Linked DNA regions of Mustela erminea: region 1 is linked to region 2. A link is a contact called in public Hi-C data. All regions are on one chromosome and are shown on one strand. The core of a region is the stretch at or near the end of the contact, and the rest is flanking DNA. Distances in the headings are between cores, read along the strand shown.

The links. Hi-C and Micro-C count contacts between places; a contact is called where the count stands out from the background.
Region 1: a contact with region 2 is called in a Hi-C map of spleen, with 2.5 times the contacts expected there. The contact joins the enhancer-like site here to the promoter of PCGF3 in region 2. A contact is called at or near these places in 2 of 3 Hi-C or Micro-C datasets (skeletal muscle and spleen).

What each region holds. Positions count from the first base shown.
Region 1 is chr2:97,253,127-97,260,781 of mMusErm1.Pri, forward strand. It overlaps CPLX1 (complexin-1), which reads right to left. Exons shown (of 5, transcript XM_032333519.1): 5 at 6,616-7,655. Among named protein-coding and RNA genes, the nearest start is that of CPLX1, 38 kb to the right of the region's middle. Within about 2 kb of position 4,100, the one cell type or tissue checked has open chromatin away from gene starts, as enhancers often do.
Region 2 is chr2:97,185,839-97,192,941 of mMusErm1.Pri, forward strand. PCGF3 (polycomb group RING finger protein 3) reads left to right here and starts at 3,617. Exons shown (of 9, transcript XM_032333517.1): 1 at 3,617-4,081. The coding sequence starts at 3,905. It overlaps LOC116584770 (a long non-coding RNA gene), which reads right to left and starts at 3,786. Exons shown (of 3, transcript XR_004283324.1): 1 at 3,446-3,786.

The DNA.
Region 1 (7,655 bases), core at 2,850-5,349, 68 kb after region 2:
TTCATCAAAACACACAGAATGTACAACACAAAAAATTAAATCTAATGGAAACTATTAAGACTTTAGTTAACAACAGTACATCAATGTTGGTTCACAATTGTAAAAAATGTATCACACTTATGCAAGATGCTAACTATGAGGGAAACGGGTGGGGGGAATGTATGAGAATGCTCTGTACTTTCCACTCAGCTTTTCTATAAACCTATACCTGCTCAGAAGAATAAAGTCTGTTAACCATTTAAAAAAAAAAAAAAAAAAGACAACTTTTGGGCGCCTGGAATACTGGCTCAGTCAGTTAAGCATTTCTCAAGTTATTTTTCCTGCTAGGGGCTCTTGGCCATGTTTGCACTCAATATTTATTTGTTTGCTTGTTTCTCTGCACAGTGTCTGGTTGGTTGCCTTGCTGGTTCTTTCCATTTTGCTTGTGCTAGGACAGCCCCATCCAGAATACATTTCCAGCTTAGCTATAGCACAGTGAGGTTTCACACTCTTCCCTCCATTTCTGAAAATGACTTGCTCTTTCTTCCACATCGGATTGTTGTGGGGCTTTGGTGACCCTGCATGCCTCTGTGGCCTGCGAGTCTGGAAGAGGCTGGGCGAGTCCAGGGGGGCCAGGTCAGTCACCTGCGCTTGGCTGAGATGGCACGCTGAATCAGGCACACTGGCAGTGTTTACCCCACCCAGCAGGCCTGGGGCAGCAAAGCATCGAATGGTCCCCAGGAGGACAGAGCTCTGGACCCCTCCTTCCCATTAGGGATCCGCCTGCTCTTCCCTGTTTCCCTGTCACCTGTCTCCATGCAGCAGCTCCCCCCTTGCCTGTGCAGGAACAGTGAGAATACTCAGAAGGAAGCCTGGGACTGTCCGGCCCCGGTTTTTCCACTCTGTAGGCAGGTGAGCTGGTTAGGGGTTGAATCCTTCTCTTCTGTGTCTTTCATTAGCTGCTGGTTTTAATGGTGTTTGAATTGGATTCTGCCTTTTCCAGATTAATTTTGTAAGTAAACTTATAATTTTAGAAGTTTTAAATTTCTAAAAAAAAAGTTACAGTGCAACTGGGTATATCAGTCGGTAAAGTGTCTACTTTAGGTTCAGATCATGATCCCAGGACCCTGGGATCGAGCCCCACTTCAGGCTCCCTGCTCAGTGGGAAGCCTGCTTCTCTCTCTCCCTTTGTCTGCCACTCCCCCTCGTTGTGCGCTTGCTCTCTCTCTCTGTCAAATAAATAAATAAAATCTTTAAAATAAAATAAAATAAATTTTACAAAAAGTTATGAAGGTAGTGCAGTATCCCCATATTCTTGCACTCGATTTCTCCTATTATTAACATCTTTCATGAGAATGGTGGGTACATTTGCCACAGTGGATGAACCAACATGGATATATTTTTGTTAACTAAAGTCCATTCTTTTTTTTTTTAAGATTTTTATTTAGGGGCACCTGGGTGGCTCAGTGGGTTAAAGCCTCTGCCTTCAGCTCAGGGCATGATCCCAGGGTCCTGGGATCGAGCCCCATGTTGGGCTCTCTGCTCCGCGGGGAGCCTTCTTCCTCCTTTCTCTGCCTGCCTCTCTGCCTACTTGTGATTTCTCTCTCTCTGTCAAATAAATAAAAAATCTTAAAAAAAAAAAAGATTTTTATTTATTTATTTGACAGACAGAGATCATAAGTAGGCAGAGAAGCAGGCAGAGAGAGAGGGGGAAGCAGGCTCCCTGCTGAGCAGAGAGGCTGATGTGGGGCTCGATCTCAGGACCCTGGGATCATGACCTGAGCCGAAGACAGAGGCTTTAACCCACTGAGCCACCCAGGCACCCCTAAAGTCCATTCTTTATTCAGATCTCCCTAGATTTTACTTGGTGTCCTTTCTCTGTTACAAGATCTCATTGAGGATACCATATTTTTTAGGTGTCATGTCTCCTTAGGCTCCTCTTGGCTATGACATTTTCTCAGACATTCCTTGTTTTTTATGGCCTTGACATTTTTAAGGAGTGCTCTGTCAGTTAATTTGTAGAACATCCTTTAACTGCAGTTAGTCTGATGTTCTTCTCATGGTTAGCCTTCTCATCACATCTCCTCGAGGGCACTCTCAACATGATGGATCACTGTACTGTTGCCCTTGACCTGGGGGTGGTGTTCCCGTAGGCCTTCTCCACCATCAGCTGCTGTTTTCACCCCGTCTCCATACTGTGTTCTTCGGAGGGAAGTCACCATGTGCAGCCCACACTCCGAGTGAGAGTTTGTTCCATCTCCTTGAAGGCAGTGTCTACCTAATGTGGTTGGAATCCCACATGGCAGACTTAGCTCTCCTCCCCATGGTGTTTACTCATTCTCTTATATCTGTATGGACTAACGAATCTTTATTCTGTAGTTGTTATAACCCAACACTCTCTTACTTGTTGTTCCAAATGTTCAGCCTTCAGTCACAGCAAGCTTGGTCAGCTGCTGCTGTGTCACTTTGACATGCCATTGTGGGTTCATGTCTGCTAATTAGCATTTCCTTGCTACCAGGCTTATTTTGGATATTTCCAGCCCCAATCATAGGTGAATTTCTCCTAGTGAGGAATTATTATTATCTACTTAACTTTATTTCTGCCCCATGTATAAAGAGTCAACCGCAGGAGAACCCATGCAGAGAGTCAATGGTCCATCTTGGCTGCAAAGTTGCAGCTGGGCCCAGTCCTGGGTGGGTGAGGTGGGAGCCAGGAGGTGTAATGGGCTGTGCCCCCCTCCTTGAGACTGGTGGTCAGGCCCTAGTGAACATGTGTGGACAGAAGTTCTGACTGATGGACTCCTTCGAGAGAATCAAAGTTTTGGCCAACTGGACACAGAGCACGAGGCCTTCCTCTCTTGGCTGCTGCACTAAAGGTTTGTTCTGAAAGCAAATCAAAGGTCAGTGTTTGTGTTGGCCTTGAAGTAACACGTTAACGTTTGCCTTTCTGAGAACTGTCTTTGCATAGGAAACTTCAGAGATGGCAATTAGTAGAAGCAGGAGCTGTGACCCTGGGATTGCCCTCTCTGCCCACCAGCTTCTCAGTTCCTGGGTCTCCTGCTGCCAGAAGGCAGCACCCACAGCTTCTACTATACCGTCCCCCAATCCCGTCCCTCCCTCCAGGCCTCTCCCTGGCCAGGCCAGACCACTTCTCTCTCTCTCTCTCTCTCTCTCTGCAAAGCCCTTTCTTGCCCCTGGGCAGCATAAATCCCTGGGGACTCACTCAATTGAGGTGCCAGAAAGCGCTTTGTTTTACAAAAATCAACTCAACCTCGAAGGCTGGGAGAAATCACACTGGGCCCCACTGGGAACGATGCGCAGCCCTGGGCAGGGCCCAGCAGCAGGGAGGCGCGGCCAGCTGCACCTCCAGGAAAAGCACCTTGAACAGCGCAGGACTCTGGGTGCGTGCGGGCTGAGCCCACTCTCCTGATGAAGGATCTTCCCTGAGCCTCAGGCTGCAGAGCGAAGCCCGCCAGCCAGCACTGGCCACTGGAGCCCCTTACTCCCAGGCTCTGCCCTCAGACAGGTGTGGGCCTCTGCTTGGCCAGCTGGGGCCACCTGGGCCTCGCCCGCACGGGCTGCAGCCTGGCCCTGCCTGGTCTGGGGGCCGAGCGGGGACAGCGGGAAGGATGAGCCCACCCCGCCTGGCTTCGGCTCCCTAGGCGAGGGGCAGAGACTCTGCTGTCGCGGCCGAGGATGCGCCGCTCGTGGCAGCCCGGACGTGTCCCCTGTCTAGGGTCTGTCCAGTGTCCCCTGTCCGGTGGGCGGCCTCCCAGTTTCCAGTCAGCGCCCAGCTCAGAACCAGGGGCTGCCTCCTCGGCGGGGGCTCAAGGGACCCAGGCCGTCCCCTCCTTGCCCCAACTTAGCCTGCAGAGGACACCGGGACAACTCCGGAAAGACTTCGGGAAGAAACTGCGGAGGCTCCAGAAAGGCCGTGCGGGGACTGAACCCCAAGACCGTCCCGGGACTTGTCGCGTTTAGCGCGGTGGCGTCTCCCCGGTTCTGATTGGCCAGGTTCCTGGCACGTGACCATCTCGGAGCCAATTGCGGAAGGTCGATCTGCACGCGCTTATTGGCTCAGGCCCGCCAGGAGGGCGAGAACAGGGACCGGGCGTGCGGGGGCGCGGCCACGCTCCGCAGGCGGGGCTTTGGCTCCCCTAACTCTTGGTCTCAGCGCACACCTCGAGTGGTTCTGGGCCAGGGGACTGTCCTGAGGCCCTTCCACGCGTAAGACCACGCAGACGTGTGGTCGACACTGGCCTCGCATTGAGACAGCCCGGGCGCCTACCACCAGCCCAACACGAGCCTACCCCCAAGATCGGCTGCAATCCCGCCCCCAGCCCAGCCCCACCCCCGCCGCTGTCCCTCAATCCCACCCCCGTCGCTGTCCCTCAATCCCGCCCCCAGCCCAGCCCCACCCCCGCCCCATTCCCGGTCCCGCCTCTGGGACCAGCCCAAGCTAGACTGTTAACCACCCCGCCCCCGCCCCTCCGCGACAGGACTCCCTCCTTTCCCTAGATTTGAGGGGACCTGCTGAGACGGAGTGGAGACGGCTCCAAACTGTGTGGACAGGTGGCCCGGACTCAGGGTTCGCTGAGCCCCGCTGGCCGCGACCGTGGCCAGCAGGACTTGTCTAGCCGCGGATTAGCCGAACTAGACAAAACGGTCCTTAATTGCCAGACCTTTAAAATTGTGCACTGACAGCCTTGATAGTTAAATGGCTTGTGAGTCAAGCAGTTCCTTGAAGAGGAGAGGAAGCAGGAAATCTCTGGCTGCTGGCAGGGAGCAGGGAGAGGAAGTCATCAGAGCCAGGAGCTGGCCGGAGCTGCAGGTGGGCAGAGCCAGAGCGGGAGAACGTCTCTGCAGGGTGCAACCTATCCATGTGTGCTCTGCTTTGTCAAGAGTTAAACATCCAGACGGAAAGGAGACTCTGCTAAGAGTCAGTGTGGATCTAGAACTGGCTTCTGGAGCAAGGCCAGCTGCTGTTATGGTCACTGTTCTGAAGGGCCCAGGGCACCTCCTGCCTCAGGGCCTTGGACATGGCTGTTCCTCTGTCTGCAGTGCTCTCCCATGGGAGTCCCACAGAGCTCCCTCTTCCTCTCCCGAGGGCTTCTCTGTACCTCGTCAGAGGTGAAATACTGGTCCGCACCATCCTTTCTGCCCCCTTAATCCACTCAATTTCCTCCACAGAAGAAATCACCACTTGATTTATGTTTTTGTTTATCATCTGTTCCTGCCACTGGAAAAATCACTTCCAGGAGGGAGGGACCTCAGTTATCCCTGGTGCATAAAGCTGAGGTTGGCCCATCATAGGGACTGAATAAACATCAGCTGAGCAAGTGCTTTACCTGAAGTCCTCAGACTCCATCACTTGAGGTTGCTGGGAGGGGCTGGCCAGAGGGAAGGAGTGCCAGGTCACCCAGCAGATTCAGGTTGCTGCTCAGGACTGAGCCTCATCCCCGCCAGGCCGGGGTGGTGGGGGGAGTGGAGGCTGAATGGTGGGTGCCGTTTTCAGTGCCCTTCTATAAGTGGCCATCCTGTGGTGGGAATGCAAAGCCGAAAGCCACAGAGTTGTCTGTAAAGACTTCTGTCAGTGCTCTGGATCCAGGGAGGGAGGACAGACAGCTGCTCCTTCCTCAGGAGCCAAAAGGCACACGGAGCGGTACACGGGGCTGGGGGCCAACATCTCCCCAGAGGCAGGTCTGCTGACAACACCTGCCCCTGAGGCAGAAGCAAAGGCCTGCTACTCTAGAGCTACTCACAGAGCACAGCTCTGTGTGGGGAGGGGTGCAGAAGGCAGGGGTAGGGGGTGAGGGCACTCTTTCTACTTGCCAAGACTGGGCAGGTTTTACTGAAAGTATTTCTGGCCAACAGTATGAGGAGAATCACAGAAGACAGATGACCCAGATGCTCCCTGGAGAGAGGCCGGTGGGGCTGGGGGGTGGGGGGGGCAGAGGCCACACGCGTCCTTTCTGGGGTTACAAGCAGAACCGCGGTTATGATGCCTTGAGGTAGGCTTGGGGGATGGGAAGGACATGGGTGGGGGCCCAGGAGGGAGAGAGCCAGGCCGTTCCCTGGGCTGGGTCAGGGTGCCCAGGGTTCATGGGCCCCTCACCCGGCCTGGCCCAGAGAGGCAGGCTTCCCTGGTGGGGTGTGGGACCCAGAGCCCCGGCAGGGCACAGAGGCCTCCCTAAGGACACAGGGAGGTGACGGCCACCAAAGGACAGACTAGAGACTGTGAAGGAGTTTAGGGTGGTGGGGGTTGGCCAAAAGTGTGCCCAGCACAGTGGGAGCTGGACCCTCAAGGGCCTGGCATATCTGTGGGGAAGGCAAGGACTGTCAAGGGGTCTGTGAAGGTGGGAGATTCATGGAGGGAGGGGGCAGGGAAGAGGAAGGAAGGGAGCCCAAAGGGGTGGGTCTGCCTCTTAGATGGGTACCCTAGGGCTGCCTTAGAGAGCAGGGGGGGACCTGGGTCAGGGTGTGGTGAGACCCTGCTGTTGTCCCAGTGACAGGGGAAGGTGCTTCCTATCTGGCAGGACGTGGAAGTAGATCTGTCCAGCAGGGTCCAGCCCCTCCAGTGGGGACCCCAGGCTGCCTAGGCAGGATCAGGAGTCGGGAGAGAAGGGCCACACGGAATGAAATCACTGTGGTGTTTTATTGGCTGTGATTCCATCCAGAGACTACACACGCGACGGCCTCCGACATGCAGGAGGAGGCGCAGGCGCAAAGACAGAAGGACGGACGACACCCACAGTCTACGCTAAGCTCAGCTGCTCCGGGCGCCCCATGCGCTGGGAACGGGATGCGGGGTTTCTACGAGACAACGCCCTGTCTGCTCAGAGCTGGCTTTTCAAAGTGTGAAAACAGGCATTTAAAAAAGACGTGGGACCAGGAGGAGTCAAGGAGGACGCCGGAGGCGCGGGGGCGCAGCGGGGCGGCGCGGGGGCGCGGGCACACGCACTCCCGTCGCAGAGCAGGGGCGCGCGGTTAGTATTGCGGTCTATTGATATGGCTTCTCTAAAGAGCGACGGGGGCCGTGCCCCGGGCCCGCAACACGTGGACACCATGAATTAGTGATCGGGACAGAAAGGGGCCCGAGCACCGAGTCAACGGGCTCTGTCACGATGAAACTCCCCAAACACGTAAGACCTCATTTACCTGAGATTCAACAGATCGTGATGCAAAGGAAAACAAGGATGAAGGAACAAGGAAGGTTCGGGAGGCCCGCGGTGGTACCCGTCAAACTCCGCCTCCACCGATCGTAAGGCCTCCTGGCAGGCCCCACCTCGGGGGGCCTGCACCCTGCGGAAGAGGCCAGGGGCGGCCTTTGTCTCCACACTCCTCTCCAGATGCACGCACTCCTGCGAGGGCTCTGCGTCTCCTCCCAGCGCTGGGGCGGGGGGGTGGGTGGGAGGGGGACGGCGGGGTGCAGAGGGAGGCGGCAGGGGATCCCCCCATTCAGAGCAGCCTCCAGGGGTTAGATCAGAGGTGGCAGCCAGGGAGGGGGGTGGCCGGGCCCTCGGACTCCGAACTCCGGGGCAGAGTTACAGGGGTGTGTGAGGGTCAGCGTGTATTCCGCACTGGGCGGCGGGGGGGGGGGGGGGGGGCAGGTGGGGGGGGGGGTGAGAAATCTCCCCCTAGGCCTATTGCTTTGTTTCCCTCAGTTTAGAAGAGAA
Region 2 (7,103 bases), core at 2,367-4,866:
ACAGAAACCTGAGAAATTCATGGGGAACCACCTCTCAACAGGATTTACTTTCTTAAAAATACCTCCACAGGGACTGTGAGATCAAGTCCAGTGTCAGGCTCTCTGCACGGTGGACAGTCTCTCTCCATCTCCCTCTGCTCCTCCCCCTTGCTTGCTCTCTCTCTCTCTTTCTCTCTCTCTCTAACATTAATCAATCAATCTTAAAAAATAAAAACACTTCAACAGGTACCTAATTTTTTCTTTGCGGATATGGCATGATGGATCTTTTAGCATGGCCTTCTGAGGTGGAAGGTAAGTGTTTTGTGTGTGTGAGAGAGAGAGGGAGATGTGAGTGTCTAATTTCTCTGTGTGTATGAGATGGGTATCTAAGTTTTTCCCCTGTGGGGTTGAAATTAGTATCTGATTCTTCTGTGCATTTTACAGGATGACATTTTGTGTGCGGAATGACATAATTACCACATTTTTCTGGTGTCCCTTGGAAATGGGTACCCATTTGTTGTATAGACAGACGTGTATTTGTGTGTGTGTGAGGTCAGCGCAGCTCATCTGATTGCTGTTTTGCTGTTTTTACCTCTCTCTGTTTTCTGACATGTCTTGCTGCTGCCACTGGCCAGCTGCAGCCCACAGGGACACTCACCCAGGCAGGCACACAGAGCGCACGGTAACCCTCACTTATGGGATGACTCACAGCAGTCTGCACACACTTGTCTCCATCCTGCTTACCTTTTTTTTTTTTTTTTTTAAAGATTTTATTTATTTATTTGAGACCGAGAGAGCAAGAGAGTGTGCAAGCAGGAGAGAGAGGCAGAGGCAGAGGGAGAAGCAGGAGGACCTGAAGCAGGAAGCCTGATAGGGTCTCCATCGCAGGACCCACAGATCACAGCCCCAGCGGAAGGCAGAGGCCTCACCAACGGAGCCCCCCAGGTGCCCCTGCACCCTGCCTCTCTCAGCAGCACACCCTGTCTCTCCTCCCTGGTGGTGGGTGGCCTGTGGTGGTGCAGGCAGGTGTCTGCTATTCCTGCCACAGCTGCCGTCAGATGCACAGAGCACATTCACTCCAGAGGCCTTGCTGGCTGGCTCTGGTTGTTTCTGTTACAGATGATGTTTCATCTGCTTTTTTTTTTACACATTTTTGCCAGTGTTTTGCCAGCACCAGACTGGTCAGGAGAGGGCTCAGTGGACCTGAGGGAGGGAGGAACCTCATGAGCAATGAGGACGGACCACCCAGGTCTAGGAGCGGCTCTGCTAGGCCTTGAATGTGAGAGCAGGCATGTTCAGGAGAGCCATGCTACTGGAAGAAGTGAGTGGGGGAGAGTATCCAAGGCCAGACCAGAGTCAAAGCAGAACCTTGGAGACCTAGAGCAGCCCCAGGGTTGGTAAGCAGAGGCCTGGCACCCTCTGCCTTAGGTTTCGAAGGGTCAGCTCACTAACTGCTCTGTTCAGCATAGACCGGAAGTGGGCCAGAGGCTGCAGAAACAACCCAGACAGAACAGGTAGGCTTAGGTCAAGGCAGCGTGGCAGAGTCCAAGAGCCATGGTTGGGTGAAGGCATATTTGAAGATAGAGCCCAATGACTTCCCCAGGAATTGGACATGAGAAAACAGAGAAAGAGAGGAATCAGGAATGAGTCCAAGAATTTGTGCCCCAGTAACAGAAAAGATGGAGTGGCTATTGGTTGAGATGAGGAAGATAGAAGGAAGCAGGTCACCTGTATAGCCCCAAGTTGTGTCCTGAATCTGGTGGGAATGATATCTGCTGTTCACTGGAGGGACACATGATGCATGTGAGTAGCAGGCTTGAGGGGAGATCAGGAGTGGACACACGATACCAGAGCCTGAGCTCTCTAAAGATAGCCCAGCAGAAAAGTGGCCAGACAGTTGGATACAGGAACCCAGGATTCAGGTCTGGGGTGTTGTTGCTGACGAAGTCCCTGGAGAGAGCAGGCAGGGCAGATGCCCTGTCTCCACTCTTTGAGAGAGACTTGTAGCCATGCCTCATGCACACACCCTGGCTCTCCCCCATTTGCAGACAGATGGCTACAGTGTCAGAGGGCCATCAGATTCCTGGGGTTACTGCCCTGTGCCCAGGGCTGTTCCTGGCCTTTTATCCCCACCTCTGCTACCCAGACCTCCACTGCAGACTAGTTCAATTTAGCTGCCATCTCACTGGAAAAGAGAAACAGCTGGTCGAGATGCTGCCCAGGCCCCACTCCCTGCATCAGGGTCTTCCTCCCCAAGTGCAAAGGGCTCCCAGAGCCCCCCACCCCAGATCCAGTCCCCAGTCCCAGGTGAGGACTTCAGATTAGGCAGCCTTCCCTCTCTCCAATGTGGTCATCTCTCCCTGTACCCCATCAACACCATTGAGGCTCTGACCCAGACAGAAAACAGCCTTCTAGTCCCAGAAGCCCCTCCAAAGCAAAACACCTGGAAAGTTGTCTGTATTTACTTTCTCCCTTGAGCCCACAATAATTCAGTTTTTACCTAGGCAATGCATCCACACTGTGCTCGTCAAAGTCCCAGAAGAGTCCCACTCCCCATACCCCTCTCAACAGCTGACCAGACATCACTCACCCCTGGGGATCCTCCTCCCAAGTCTGCTCAATCAGGGTCTTTCTTGCTGGATCCTCCTGGACTCGCTGATTTCTCCATGTGGGCAGAGGTTCAGTACCCTCATTCCTCACTCATCCCTTGGACTCACTCATCCATCTCCAAACATTGCAAACTCAGACTATACTCCGGAAGCCCACAGCCTCACAGCAGCACCACGGGGAGTCCAATGGATATGACAGTTGCATTCCTGACCCCACTCTCCTGCACTCCATCACCATCCCCAGATTCTCAGAGGCTGTCCACCCTTCCCGTTGTTCCTCACCCATCCTGCCTATTCTCAGGCTGAGCCCCAGCAGTCTACACTTCCTCCCCTCCTGGGCACCACCCAGGCAGCACCACGGCTTCACCCCTGCACTGCCTTCTGTGCCGCTTCTGCCAGACGAACAAGACAAACAAATGGAGGAAGGTTTTACCGTGCCAGCGCCATGCCATCACTGCTCTGCCCAGAATGCCCAGGGACCTCTCCATCTGACCTCATCTCCTCCCTCTCCATGCCTCATGCCCTCTGACTTCCATGCTGGCCCCTGGCCAGCAACCTTTAGTCCCCCCACTTTGCAGCTTGGTGCTGGCAGGACAGCTTGCCTGTGAACTCCACCTCCAGATATTTGCAGGGCTCGTTCCCTCTGTGTTCCTACTCTGTGCCTCTCTGGCTAGCTCCTTCTATGTCCCTTACGTGCCCATCCACCCTATTGTAACACTCCACACATCCACTGCCTCCCCGACCCAGTTTACATGGCTCCCACATGACACCTGATTTATTTTTCCCTATGTTATTGCCTCCCCCCGGGGCCAAGGTGTGGAACCCACAGAGGGAGGGACGTCACAGTCACTACTTACAGTTCCAGGGCAGAACCGGTGCAAGGGTGGACTCACACAGTTGCGGGGTCAGCCCTGCTGCCCACTGTCCTGCCTGGTGCACGGAGAGCGCTCGGTGCTAGGTCCCAGAAAGGACTGGATCGCAAGAACAAGACCGACTCTGCCACAAGAACGTCCCGACCCGGGCGCTAGCTTCAGCGCCGGCTGCTTACTGCGTCCTGTGTGCAGCAGGACGCTTCCCCAACTCCGGCGCAGCACCCGCGGACCACGCCCCCTCCAGCCACGCCCCCGCAATCCCCCGCCTCCTCTGCGAGCCCCGCCCCCGGCACCTTCCCAGCTCCCGCTCCCTCGGTGGAGCCTTGCGCAAAAGCGCCTGCGCCTGTGACCACGCCCCGGCCGCGCCTTCGGGCCCCGCCCCCTATTGGCCCCGCCCCCTCCCGGCTGCGGGGTGGGAGCCGGGCCGCGCAACGCGCATGCTCTATGCGCGGCGCCCCCGACTCGCCGCTCGGCTCCGTTCGGGCATTTCCGCCTCTTTGTTTTAAACTCCGGACGGGTTTTTTTCTCCTGCTCTTGGAGGGGACCCGGAGGGAGCGGCGCCCCCCCCACTCCCGACGCTGCCCCCGCGTGCGCCCAGCTAGCCCGCAGCCGAGACGGCAGGTCAGTGAGTCCGCGCCCCGCCTGGCCTGGCCCGCGGCGCCCGCTCCTCAGGCCGCGGCCTCGGCCGGTGTGTGGGCCCGGAAGGCTCGGAACCCCGGCCCGCGCCCTTGCGCCCCTCGTCGGCCGTGCCCGCGGAGCCCCGACATGGCTCGGCATGCTCCGGGCACGGGCCGGACCCACGGGGCCGGGACCCGGGACAGGTCACGGGGAAGGGCCGGACCCCGGGACGGGTCATCTGGGAGGGACCGGAGAGAACCGGACCCCGCGACGGGCCAGCTGGGAAGGCCAGACCCTGAAACGGTTCACAGAGGAGGGCTAGACCCCAAACCCACCAGACAGGAAGCGTCGGACCCTGACATAGGTCACCGAGGAGAGTCCAGCCCTGGGATGGGTCATCCAGGAGGATCCAACCCCAGTACGGGTCACCAAGGAGGACTGGGACCTTGAGAACGGACAGGAGCCAGAGAGGGCTGGACTCTGAGATAGGTCACTGAGGAGGGCCAGACCCCAGGATCTGGCAGGACCCAAGGAGGGCTGGAGCCCTGGGCTGGGTCACTGAGGAGGGCCAGGACATCAAGACTGGCCCCAAAGAGGGCTGGGAGCCTGGAACAGTCCTGTGAGCACTTCTGAGGCCCTGATACAGCCCCTTCCGAGTGGGAGGCCAGGACCCTGAGACAGTACCTTAAGGAGGAGGGTTCATCCCATGCTACAGGCTCCTGGGATGATCAGGGCCCCAGGTAGGTCATTTGAGAACATCTGGATGCTGGGGCAGGACCTTGAAGAAGCTAGGCTCTCCAGGAGGGCCAGGACCCTGACAAGAGCTAGAACTTGAGACAGGTCCCTCAGAAGGCCTGAACTCCTGAATAAGTAGATAGAAATCACCCAGACCCCAAGAGTGAACTATATGGGATGCTGGAACCCCAAGCCAGCCTTCCAGAAGGTTGAACCCCTAGGGCAGGGGCCCTTAACGTGTCCATTCTACGCAACCGGATCCACCTGCTGTGAAGGCTTGGGAGCATCGGGGATCCTGGTCAACTGAGCCCTACAGTGCAAGTCCCTCGGAGGCCCCCGAGCACCCTGATGTTAGGAGCACCTGGGCCAGGCCTACAGACCTTCTGGCCTTCAGCAGATGCTGCCTGGCTAGGCCCCAGGGGCACATATGAGGCAGGGTGGGGACCCATCCTCATACCTATAGGGATTCAAGTGGAGCTCCTAGTCCGAACTGGCTTCATGCCTCAAGCCAGCACTGTGCTCACTCCCCAGATCCAGAAAGCTGTCCCCTACCCTATTCTTCAACACCTACACCAGGGCTACTGTCTTTTGCCTTGGCCTTGTGGTCAGTGTTCATTACCTTCAACCACTCCAGCTCTCCTCTCCCTCCATTGGTGGAGGTCATATGGTTGTCCAGGGAGGTCCAGGAGGGGTGGGTCCAACCAGGAGTGTTGGAAGCCTAGGAAAGTGTTTTGAGGGCACTGGCCCAGGGCAGGAAAGTTGGAGCAGATGAGCATATATATCAGGTGAGTGGATTAGGCACCTTCTCCACTCCAGGAAAGGAAAATATTAAAGGACCTAACAATGGGGGCCTTTGCTTTTCTGAAACCTTTGAATGACACTTTCATCTAAAACTAGCCTGTGTTTTCCTTTAATTTGAAAGTGCTGATGAAAAAGTAGGGTGTGGTATGTGGTACTCTTTGACTGGGGACTGGCTTCAGAGTGCGTTCAATAAGATAATGCTGGAGGAGTTTGAGAGAATGAAAAGCCCAGGAGGGCAAGGGCATTGTCCAGCTCAGCTCCCAGAACTGGCTGCCTGGTGTGAGGTCAGCAGGTAGCACACTATTATTAAATGAAGAAGTGAGTGTGTGAATGAATGGTGAAAGGCAGGAATACTTGTAGAAAGATCAGCGTGTGTTAGGCTTGCAAACTGATCCAGAGATTGGGCAGTAGGATGAGATAAAAATCTAACACTCTGAGGTCTATGAACTCCTGAAAGAGATACTTGAACTGGTCAGTTCAGTATTTCACTTTGTGCCACAACTTTACTGCTTGGTCACTTGGAAGAAGACCCATTTAGGTTTTCAGATTGGCATTTTATAAGACCAAATCTTAAGCAAATGGAGTCTCCAAATAGTCCAGCTTAGGAACTTTTATTCGCCAAATGTAACCACATTTGGGACCTTCTTACTCAACACTTCTGATTTTTTTGTTGTTGTTGTACTTTCGTACCTTTTTTAAAACTTAATTTGTTTTCTGAAGTTTTGGAAAAGACTTGCCAAATTGGGCATTCAGCTTTGGTTAGGTTAATTTCCTATTTTTGCCTTTTTAAAGGTGTGATAGTCCTGCATGGTTGCATTATTTATATATTGCTGCCCAACAAATTACCCCAAAACTTAGTGCCTTAAAACATTAGTTAATTATTTTACCGTTTCTGTGGATCAGGAATCCAGGCACTGCTTAGCTGAGTCCTCTGGCTCAGAGTCTCATAAGGCTGCCTTCAGAGTGCTGGCTGGAGCTGTGGTCTCATCTGAAGGTTTGACTGTGTGTTTGACTGTGCTTCCAGGCCTGCTTGCTCGGCCACTGGGGCTCTTGATAGGGCAAGTCAGGGGGAGCCAGTGCAGAAAAGAGAGCAAGCAAGAAGGCCACAGTCTTCGAGACCTAATCTTGGCTTGGACATCCCATCCCTTTTGCCATATTCTGTTTGTTAGAACCTCGTCACTGGGTTAGGGTTAGGTTTAGAGTGTGTGTACTGGGCGTGGGGTGATGGTCACTGTGGCCATCTTAATGCCTGTCACTTAGCAGATTTCAGCTCATATAGGGCCTGTACTTGAGAAATACCCGCAAGTCAATTAGCAGAATTGGATAGAGAACAGTGCGTTCAGTAGAAGGTTGCAACAACTCAGCTCTCTTTGATTGTATAGGTTCCTCTGATGTCACCATAATGACCACAGCCACTGGAACTTACACAGGAGGGAAGATAAATTATAAATAGGGAAGATGCTTGGGAATTACACCTGGAGCAAACCAT